2 separate regions of the Lactuca sativa genome follow, and region 1 is linked to region 2. The links are chromatin contacts, called in public Hi-C maps. All regions are on one chromosome and are shown on one strand. The core of a region is the stretch at or near the end of the contact, and the rest is flanking DNA. Distances in the headings are between cores, read along the strand shown.

Region 1 (5,928 bases), core at 2,986-5,485, 140 kb before region 2:
CCTAGATTAGGTCCCTTGAGATAGATGTTATTTTAGGGACGTAAAGTGAGGATAACGGGAATGGGTAATCGGGATAGTGATTGGTTGGTGAAATTAAATATAACTTATTTATTGTGGGTTGAAAACCCTATATTCTCACCAGGCTCCCAAGCCTGACCCACTCAGTTTTATTTGTATTACAGGTAGTGGCGCGAGGGCATAAGATGGTTGAATCATCAAGTTGTTTTGTTTACAAGTCTGTATATGTATATATTTGTTGAATGACTTGTAATGTTATCGTTTATGCTTTATGGTCTGTATCGGAACATGACATCCCGAGTTTTGATTATATAATGAAAATGCATCTCTTGATGAAATGCTTTGATAAATATTATTTTATCATGTTTTGTTTTGGGAACAAATTCCGCAACTCTTTCAAATCAAAAGGATTTACTCTGAAATTATTTAAAAGCATAAATGAAAATCGGTCTTTTCTGGCCGAGATTTTAGGGATGTCACAATCTACTAGCTTCCACTCGAACTTCCAAGCTCCTTCTTATTTCTCAAGCTTCACAATCACCACAAGCACACAAAAATAGCTCAAGAACACTCAACAAGGTTAGGGTTTCGATTTAGGGTTTCTCTGAGTTGGGAGGGACGATGGAGGCTGGGTCGAGACAAGATAAGTTGTTAAAATAGGGTACAAACCCTAAATATTAGGGTTTTATCCAGACAGCCCTACTCGTCGAGTCGGTCTCCCGACTCGTCGAGTAGGTCACTTATCCTCCCATGCAAAAGTCGAGTCTACCTGACGAGTTGGACCTCCAACTCGCCGAGTCGCAGTGCAAAACATGAAATTACTTGAATTTAAATACGTACCAGGAACCGGGTGTTACAAAAAGAGAGAGAAGAAGAAGAGAAGAAGAACCTATGGTTCTACAGAGAAAAGAGAGGAGGAAGAAGAGTTTCACTCTTTCAAAAATGCAAGTCTCATGCATCTCTTATATAGCCCATGAAAAGTAAAGCATAACCATTAAAATAATCTAAAGTAATGGTTGCCTTTAGAAGCATGGGAGACAAAATGTTGAAGGTTGAAAAAGCAACCTCCCATACCATCATTATGCATTTTAAAAAGTAAGATTCTTTATTTTTTATACACTCCACGTTTATGAAATATAAATTTTCTTTTTAGGTAAAAGACAAAAGAATCCAACTAGTCCAAAATGTTGTGCATGACTTATTAATTCATACCATATGAAATAATAAACTTGTGATACTCTCTTATAATTATTATTTTTACAAAACAATAATTATACCCTAATTAAAATACAAGAATCGATATTATTTGTTAATAATCATATTAATAATAAATATACAAATATGCCAACTTGATAAAGGTGTGACCCTATAGGATCATATATTATTAGCAATATCACTCCATAATGATTCTTCGGCATATAGATCCAACAACTATATTCTCATTAAAGTGTAACTCCTCATCTCTAAGGTTATCAATTTCCTTTTCATATTCCCCATTATGAATACATGAATCCTCACTATCTTCTTCTATCTCAGGACCATACCAATCCTCTATTCCTACACCAACATAGTCCACATAGGTGGGAATTATACCATCAGTTCCATAAGCATAAAAATGAAACCAACATAGTCTCCATCATTTGCAATAAGAGTAATCCCGAATAAAAGGGGCTTATCTAGCCTTTCACTAAAATAACTTATTTATACTCTTTTTCATGAAACGTTCGAGAAAGGTGATACAATCAAAGTATGTCATTTTAGCACAATCATGATTAATGAATGTGAATTTGATACCATGATTATATGAGAAAGGATTTTAGAGAAAAACACCTTGGAAGTTAGCTCCACTTGACATTGTTGGATGCTTGGCTGTTCGATCAGAGAAACAAGATTACACCCTAGATTTTTTTGTTTCGTTCCTGGTCACTGAGAAGGGAACAAAAATGAGAGTAACTTCTTTACTTTAATTAATGTGAGGTGGATTACTTATGCGACTTTCAAAACTTTTTTGTCTAATTTATTTAAATGTCGCATCAGGAATGGAACTAGTTGTTCCCATTGTCCGATGTATAATGGTGTAATTGACATATAATTTCTTACTTTAAAGACAAAATTTTGTAAAAAAAAAAGAACTTTAGTCACTAAATTAGTTAAATGACCAAATTTATTTTGATACAATAACATTCTTTCCTTATAAATTCTTAAGCATGTTCCATGCTTCCATGGTAATTGTCTTCAACTTTTAATTTTTATATAAGTTAAATAAAGAACAAAATTTTACATAGACGTAGCGGGTAAACGAGCAACAAGCTATGCCGCAACCCCTTTTGGATGGCAAACCTAATTCTTTTAAAAAACAACATCTATAGATCTTAGGGTCATAACATTATTATGCATGACCCGTTGAACTCTATTGAATAGCTCCACAACTTCTGGCACAAGAAAAGTGAAGTATCAAATGCAAAAGCTATAAACGTGTGTTGATTTTACATGCACGCTTTCTCATGTTTTGCCACTTTTGCTTGATGTAACTTTTAAAACAGTTTGCCCTACAGTGAAAACCCCACTCCACAAGCCCACAAGAGGGAAAACCCTTGTTAGATCGACACATGCATGCTTTCCTCCAGCCTATCCAAATACTAAAACATCAGCTGATCTAAGTGTTGATCTTCCTTCCAATGGATCAGTCAAAAAGTTCACATGTGCCTCTTTCTTGGCAGAAACCTCAGCACGCCTAAATATGTCCAAAAGAACATCCTTAACTAGATCATGTCGGTACTTGAAACCTGGGAGCTCTTTAAAATGAACTGCATGCTCCCCAAAGGAGTCCAAGCATGCCTTGTTACAAACTGGGCAAGTCTTGTCAGCCGGAAATAAAGGGATCATAAGGCGATACTTGGGGATGACACGATACTCCAATGGCAACATATGCTGGCCAAAACCGTCAATAGGAATAGTCATAAGAAAATTCTGACCATGTGGGACCCTTAGACACTAAAAAATTATTTTCTGCCTAATCGGCATGTGAGTAAACTTCTATGTCTTGGACAATTTTACTAAAAATGACACTCACCAATGAATGTTAGGCTTTTGGATGGACGGTGTCCTTATTAATGAATCCTCCGTAATTTAAGCTATTCAATTATTTTTTTAGTGGTGACATTTAAAATTAAAGTTGATTATATTAATTATTGTTGCATCTTTTAAAATATGAATCCTTAAATTCAAATTGAAGTCCTTTTTTGTCTTTCATGGAGATGCACAAAGCCACAATACAAAGAGTAAAGATCGACTGACAACCCATACCAGCCCTTGTATTTTTAAGGTTTACTTTGATTTTTTATTATGTTTATTAATTAAATAATATTTTTGTACAGTGTTTTGATCTGAGCATTATAAAGTTTATTTTAATTTGTTTGATTCAAAATTACATTTCCCTTTTTAAAAGTGCGATTGTTGGCGCATGAGAATTTGGTACATTTGTTATATTTTATGTTGACGGGTTAAACAAATTTACATAAAATTTATTGTATTCAATTACGAGAAAGATAATTGTCATTTTGCGTATCCATACTATGAAGAAATCAGTTAACACTTCTTAAATATTCGTTTGTTTTTTTTGTTTTTTTTTGCAGAATATTTTATAAGGTTAATGTCATAAAAACCATCAAATTTTGAAGGTTTTGTCGGTTTTGCTCAAAGTTGAAATTTATGTCCATTTTCACCCAAACATTTTTGAAAAAATGTTCGGTTTTATCCTTTTACCGGTGATAACAGGTTTTTCAGATTACCATTATATTAAATTCGCAAAAAAACCTTAAGTTTACCATTTTTATGCGTTTTTATCCTTAAATTTATAATATTTTTACACTTTTACCCGTTACCCTAAGTATATATTTTTTTAATATACATATTTATATGATTTTTCTGTTTGAATATGTATAATATGAAAAAAAAAATACATAAGATAAAAATATAAACAAAAAATTATAAATTTAAGGATAAAAAGTAAAAAAATTTCATATAATTTCAAACCATTAATTCCAAAAAGAGAAAGAGCTGGAAAATGCCTATAACGAGTAACCACTGCATGTAAAACCCGAATACGACCAACACTATGAATCGAGGGTGCACCCGTTTCGCACCACCTCCCATTGACGTGTCCAACACCCAATGCCACGTCACACGACACTGATCCCTCTATTTAACGCCTTTATCAATTATCACCCCACGCACACTTTCAAGAAAAAACATTTACGAAAATGAGGGACAATTCTTTTTCACTTCGACTTGTAATCTTTGCATACTTTCTAGTACCTTTCATTCCCCACTTCCCGCATGCAATTGCAGCAACAGGTTTAGCTGGTGGTGTTCACGGCGGTACTGTGCCGGTGAGTGACGGACCTACGGTGAGGAAAGAAGAGAGGTGGCCTTTAGAGTCGTCGGAGTTTGGTGAAGTCTCAGGCGTTAAGATTAGTGATGGTGAAAATGGTTGCTACCACCTCCATTTTATTACCATGGACGCTAACTCTCTATTCCTTCCTGTTCATCTTTATTCACAAATGGTTTTCTATGTTAATTCAGGTATAATATATATGCGTTCCTAAACTCGATTTCCAGACCACTTTATATATCTCAAATCCACAATTGTGTGTGACTTTTTGAAGATTGATCATTGATATACAAGTGTTTATAGACACGACTTTAAATTTTGAACTCTCCGACTCAAAAAAGAAAAAATAAAACAAAATAAAATCATAAAACAATATTATATAATAGTGTAAGACTTTAAGGTTTAGTGAATATTTAAAATTATTAGTTTCGCTGTTTAAAAAAAGAAGTTAACCGTTTAATCTTTTAAGAAAAAGAATTACAGTTTATTTAAAATTTCAGCCAAAAGTTAGAATGGCCTTTTATTAAAATAGAAAATTGAATAATTATATATGAAATTATCTTTAGTATAAGATAAACTAAAACCTACAAACTTATAAAAAAAAAAATCAACAGCAATTTTAAATACTTTTTAAGTTATAAACTTATTTACCTAAAATAAAATTTTAAGCTCGTAATTTTTAAACAATTTTTTTTAAAAGCTAAAAGTTCTAAAAATATTCTTACTAAACACGAATTTTTTTTAAAAAAAATGTACAAATGAGATAATATATATACTTTTTAAAACAAACGACCCAGTTTACTACATAATTGATGTAATTTTTTATTTTTTATTTAATATTTTTTTTAAATAATTTTAAACAACACTTGGTCAAAGAATATAACTTGTAGTACTGATAATACAAAAATAAATAAAACCGAAACTAAAATCTTACTAAAATAACTTTCTGTATTTAGTAACATGTATCTATTTGAATTAATAAAGAGTACTTTGTTATATGATCAGGCAGTGGAACTCTGAACTGGATGAATGTCGAGGAAGATGACGATAAGCTCCGAACAGTAAAGTTGCAGAAGGGAGACATCTACAGACTGACTCCCCAAACTGTTTTTTACTTGCAAAACGACATACACTACCAAGACCCCCAGAAACTTGAAATTTACGCCATTTTTTCAGCTGCAGATGACCAACTACAAGTATGAGCATCAACTTATATATATATATATATATATATATATATATATATATATATATATATATATATATATATATATATATATATATATATATATATATATATATATATATATAAACACACAGAAGCATATATATACTCTGAATCTCTTGAATTTATCTTTGTTTTATTAGTTTCGTAATCAGACATTGACTGATCATATTTACACATCATAATGCAGAACGGACAATTCGCCAAAGCTTACGCCAGTGTTCAAGATCTACTGCTAGGGTTTGATGACAAAGTCCTTCAGTCATCCCTGAGTGTAAACTCACTGATCACT
Region 2 (6,157 bases), core at 2,764-5,263:
GAGGTTTTGAGAGATTTTTTAAATAAATTGTAAGGAAAATGAGAAAAATCAGAGGAGTATTTATAGGACACAGGAGGGCGCGTCGCGCGGGGACAAGAAGTACACTGCATATTCGAGTCCTGTTGGCTCCATCCTTTGCTTTCCATATGTCGCGATCTGATTCAACCACCTCGCCCCTTCTAGAAGATCACCATGTGTCACCATTTCATGGTGTCACGTGTCACCATTTCATGGTGTCACGTGTCACCATTTCCTTGGGCCAAATCCCCTTATCTCGCGAGAGATCCGTCCGGCCGACATCACCACGTGTCAGCTGGAGAGTGTCGCATCATCGTGTGCGTTGCGCACTTCACATTCATAATTTTCTAAATTTTCAAAATGGCGTAACTTTTTCATACGAGCTTGTTTTTTTACGTTCTTTATATCCTTGTAAATCTCTTGACGAGATCTACAACTTTCCTTTAGGTTCCAACAACTAATTTGCAACACCCATTCTTGGTATGAATTAATCCATTATACTATTAAGTCTTCATTTTAGGTGGCCACGACGTGGCGATGTTTTTAGTGATCACGGAGTTTAAAAGACCCGCCACAGTGTGGCCATATGTGTCACGACGTGGCAACTGATTTTAATCAAACCCTAATTTCTACGAGAGATCCGTCCGGCCGACATCACCACGTGTCGGCTGGAGAGTGCCACATCATCGTGTGCGTTGCGCACTTCACACGCATAATTTTCTATATTTTCAAAATGGCGTAACTTTTTCATACGAGCTCAGTTTTTTACGTTCTTTATATCCTTGTAAATCTCTTGACGAGATCTACAAGTTTCCTTTAGGTTCCAACAACTAATTTGCAACACCCATTCTTGGTATGAATTAATCCATTATACTATTAAGTCTTCATTTTAGGTGGCCATGACGTGGCGATGTTTTTAGTGATCACGGAGTTTAAAAGACCCGCCACAGTGTGGCCATATGTGTCACGACGTGGCAACTGATTTTAATCAAACCCTAATTTCTGGGCTTTGCACCCTATTTAAAGTAATTAAGAGGCTAGGGTTTATTCATCTTTAGCCTCCATCACTCTCAAACCCTCAAAAACCCTAACCCTTATCTTTTTTGAAGCTTTTGGAGCTCATTTGCTAGCTTTTGGTCATTTTTAGGGAAGTAGAGGAAGATTTGTGCAAGAGACCAGCAAGCAATACTCCCCAACATCTGAAAGCACCTTATTGTACCAATTTCAAGGCTCTTGATCTAGTCTTTTATCTTCACCTTAGATATCGAGAGTTAATTTTCCTAATAAACTCTTTTATTGAATTTTGAGTGGAGCAAAGAGATAAAGTTTGCAACTTTATGACTTTTAGGAGTCCCAAGGACATTATATCTCATAGATGTGAGAAATGGTTATGATTTGGAAATCTTGCTTGAGCTTTAGGTCTCATTTCTTCTTTTGACCTAGATTTGAGGGAGGACATGCATGGGGCATGCATGTCCATAAAGTTTACATTTTTAGTGATCGTTAGGACCCATAGAAGCTTTCTGGAAAGTTTGGGTCTGTGTATTTTGTGATTAAGGACTTAATGGTTGAGTTAAACCTCTTAAATGACCTTTAGAACCTAGGTTTTGAGATATTGTCTTAATATAGTGTCTTAATGGATAAAGTTGGAAACTTTATCCATCAAGATATTGGAAAAAGAGTAGATCTAGGATTTTGAGCCATTGGAAACGATTTAAGGGTAGCTTAACTTGAATAAGCCATTCAGACTGGTCCCCACGGTGTAGCACTAGGTCGCCACGGTGTGGCAACCAGATACCAGTCGACTATTTCGTCGTTTTTTTGCCTACAACATAAAAGGGTGCTGATGGATTTTTGACTTCCTTACTGTTAACCGTTGACTCTTTAACCTAAGTTAAATTTTAATCAACTATTAGTTTTGGGAAGGTGAACTAAGGGTTTACCTTATATGAATGTCTAGGAGGGGTATAGCACATGTGGTTCGGCAGCGAGAGCAATAGCAGTTGATTATCGTCTGAGAGTTGAGTCTTCTCACAGTACTTACGGGTCAAAGGCACCAATGACAGCCCATTGGATTATGTTATAGGATTCTAGTTGTCTCTATGACTCTTTCATGTGTTGGTATGTCTACTGGGTGGGGCCCGATAACTTTCAAGGCCCAATGAATGTGTTTGGCGAGGCCCACCACATGTTATTGACAGATTTCTACCAGGCGAGGCCTGATGGATGTTGGTTTAGGCTCGTTATATGTATGGTATATGGTATTTTGGGGAACTCACTAAGCTTTGTGCTTATAGTTTATGTTTATGGTTTCAGGTACCTCTGGTTTGAAGGAGAAAAGCATGGTATGATCGCACGACATCCACCAGTGTTCTACATTCTATGATTTTGATTTGTACTCTGATAACGATTTTCTCTATAGTGAATACACATTGTCATAGTACCGTCTTTCTTCTTTATGAAAAATACGGGAGCTCCCTAGGGTGATGAAATAGGTCTTATAAAACCTTTGTCCAATAACTCATGGAGTTGTGTCATTAACTCCTTCATTTATGTAGGCGTTAAACGATACGATACTTTTGCAATCAGCATCGTACCTAGCAATAATTCGATCCTGATTTCTACCTGTCTCTCTGGTGGTAATCCTGGTAATTCATTTGGTAATACCTCAGGAAAAACTCGCACAACACATATATTAGTCATTTCCTTCTTCTCTTTCTTCACATCTATCATGTATGCTAAGAATGTCGTATATCCCCTGACTAGGAATTTTATGGCTTTCATCATCGTAATGATTCCAAATTTTATTCTACTCTTGTCTCCATATACAACAAATGGATTTCTTCCAGGGGGATTAATACGTACCATCTTCCGTCCACATAAAATCTTTGTGAGGTTTTCTCCCAACCAATCCATTCTGAGAAGTACGTTGAACTCACTTAACTTGAAAGGTAAAAGCTCTCGATGAAATTCGTTTCCATTTAAGTCAATAGTTATGGCCTCTAGCTTATTACTACAATATACATTCCTACCACCAGCTACTTCTACTAAGATTATGGGTACTTAGCCTTAAGTGGTGATAATCTAAGTTTTCTACCAAATTCATGCGATATAAATGAATGATCTGCTCGAGAATCAAATAATATCTTTACAGGAATTTGATTAAATAAGAATGTACCTGAAGCAATATTTGTCTCTTCCTTTGCTTCATTGAGAGTCATCTGGTAGCTTCGACCCTTAGGCTTTGATGGCAGGATTCTAGAAGTTTGCTTCACAGCTTTTTGGCACTCTGCGTTCATGTGCCCTTCCTCTCCACAACTGAAACAAACTTTTCCTTTCACTAGGCAATTTGTAGAAATATTCCTAGGCTTCTTACACTTGAAGCAAACGACACAGTCTTCGAAGTGTTTTTTCTTGCACTGATCGCACCACTTCCCTTCTTGGTTGCTTCCAGGCTTGCTGCTTGACTTCAAAAACATCTTCTTCTTCTTATTATTATTCTTCTTCTTGATTCCTGAGGACCCATCAACTTTCCTCTTCCCATCGACTTCAGCTCTGTCGGTGGTCCTTTTCGTAATCATATTCTCCACAGAATTTGCAACCCAGATAGCCAGCTCAAAAGTCGATGCCTGCTTTAATAGCACATAATACTCCCATGGGAGTCCCTTGGAGTACCTATCAATCTTGGCCAGTTCGTCAGGGACCACTCGCAGTGCAAACTCCAGTTTGTCAGTGAAAGCATCGGTGTACTCATCAACTATCATGCTTCCCTTTTTCAACGTTAGGAGTTGATTCTCCAAATCCAACATGTCCTCAGCTGAAGAAAAAGTCCGCTTGAAGTGGGTCAAACACTCTTCCCACCTCAGTTGCAATGTCTTGTTGGGGATTAATGTTTTCCCCAACGTATTCCACCAACGGATCGATGCAACCTTAAATTGCCTCACAACGTAGGCGTTTTGAATCTTGCCAGTGCAACCACATGTGACAAAAGCCATCTCCAGTTTCAAGATCTAGTCCATTACTCCCACCGGATCCTCCTTCCTGTTGAATGACGACGACTTGCAATTCTTGAAGTCCTTATACTTACAATAGCCCCTAGTTTCATCAATCATTTGGACCTTTGGTTGCTTTGGTCCTTGATAACTTTCGTAGTCATCATTATTTCTTTCTTGAACCATTTCCGGATGAGAAGGAATCGGATTGTTGTTGACTTTTCAACAACCACCGATTCATTGATCACTGGCGCTCCTATTAGCTGGTTCCTGAGCCAAGAGCTCCCTAAAATTACGTCGTTGTTGATCGAGCATTTCTCGCATCATTGCTCTAGCTTTTCTTCATCGAAATTTGAGTAGCTCCTGCTCCGACGTTTTGAGGTGTTGGAACTCCTTCATTATTGACGACTCTATCGTTCCTCGTGATTGTCATGATGTTTTATAGTCGTATAGGCGAGTAGTTTTAATAAGGTGATATATTACTTACTACATACATATTTAGCACATAATTAGCAGTTAAAGCATTCTTCCTATAATATGCTAGTGTTAAGATCTAAAGCAACTAAGGCATCTACCCTAAATCATTCTATCGCAAAACTCACCGTTCCTACTTAGCTTCTAAGTTTAAGTCTAGAATTTACCTAATTTCCTAGTTCGCTTAAACTAATGTTCTGATACCAAATGTGACATCCTCTAATTTTCATAACCAATTAAAACGTTTTATTTATGCTTTATTTAATCGAGAGGCGGAAATTCCTAGTTAATTAAAACATATTGAGATAACAAAATTTATTTCGTTATATTAAATTCCGAGGATGTCATTGTTCATATTAAAACATACATTACAGCGTAAATATATAAAAGGTCCTGAAATACTATAACAGGCACATCTCTTATTTCACTCAGCAACCTAACTAAGCTTCAACAGCCTTACATCCACTACCTGTGATGCACATAAAATGAGTGGGTCAGGTTTGGGAAACCTGATGAGATGCATAGGGTTTTTAAGCCCATAATAATTTAATGATAATAAATCATAATATCATTCCTGCAAAACAATCATTGACATATAATATAGGTATATAAAATATGACATAAATATCCTTAAAGACATCTACCCAGCCCAACTGATTCTCACGAATCCTAAGTCAACCACTATCTGGAGGAATCACCCTACCTGATAAACCATTTGAGTATCTGGTTGACTACACAGCTAGGGGAGTCCATGGCCAGTGTAAGTCATATAAAGGCAACCAATGTTTAGAGTTATTGATAAATATTTTATCTATGTCTGTAGGTTATAAGTTCACGCTAGTAATGTAATTCACTAGACCGCCTAGAATAGTCAAGTGTTGTCATCTACTCTGGTCAATGAACCAGACATACTTGCTAGTTGTCTGATATGGACCCACCATTTTTAGTCATCTAAGAAAGATGAGGACTACTACACTCCACTCTGATCTCACACTCCACCCCTGAATGAGACCTAAATAATGTCCAACTTATTGGGAACTAAACACCTTATGCATGTCTTATTATAACTAATCCAAAATTCTACTAAAGGCAAACTATGTGTAGTACAATTTCTAGTACGCCATACTATTAAAGGTATAAAAGTAGCACATAGTATAAATCAAACATATAACATTTAATATATACTTTTACTAAATTATGTTATTAAAAGTAACTACACACTCACCTGACAAAGTAGGTGACTAGGGGTTAGGGCAACACTTCGCCTTAACACTTCTCAAAGACCTAAATGTATAAAGCACTAAGTCTTAGTCTAGTTTCATAATCCTTGCAACTATTTAATGATAATCTAGATTCCTCAATAATCTCAATGTCTACATCAATATCTATTAAGTAAGGAATAACCATGTAGGATCATATCGGAGGTACCATTTAGTATACATAATATATTGTTTGGAAATCCCACTTTAAACACCTCACTAAATCCAATCTAAACATCACTCCCGTAAGTAGATCAATCAATATAATGACTTAGAATCACTGATAAATCTTAATTATAGGTTCATAATAATGATTATGACTATAATTAAAAGTTACACTTAAAATAAATAAGCAACTTGACTTATAGAGTAATTTAACAAAAACCTAGAATTATGCGGGCATAACTCTGACCC

Evidence for each region. Hi-C and Micro-C count contacts between places; a contact is called where the count stands out from the background.
Region 1: a contact with region 2 is called in a Hi-C map of seed, with 9 times the contacts expected there. The contact joins the promoter of LOC111908366 here to the promoter of LOC111902976 in region 2. A contact is called at or near these places in 2 of 4 Hi-C or Micro-C datasets (leaf and seed).

What each region holds. Positions count from the first base shown.
Region 1 is chr2:168,825,918-168,831,845 of Lsat_Salinas_v11, reverse strand. LOC111908366 (vicilin-like seed storage protein At4g36700) reads left to right here and starts at 4,235. Exons shown (of 5, transcript XM_023904192.3): 1 at 4,235-4,602; 2 at 5,417-5,607; 3 at 5,827-5,910. The coding sequence starts at 4,281.
Region 2 is chr2:168,681,687-168,687,843 of Lsat_Salinas_v11, reverse strand. It overlaps LOC111902976, which reads right to left and starts at 4,013. Exons shown (of 1, transcript XM_023898772.1): 1 at 3,072-4,013. The coding sequence starts at 4,013. The coding sequence ends at 3,072.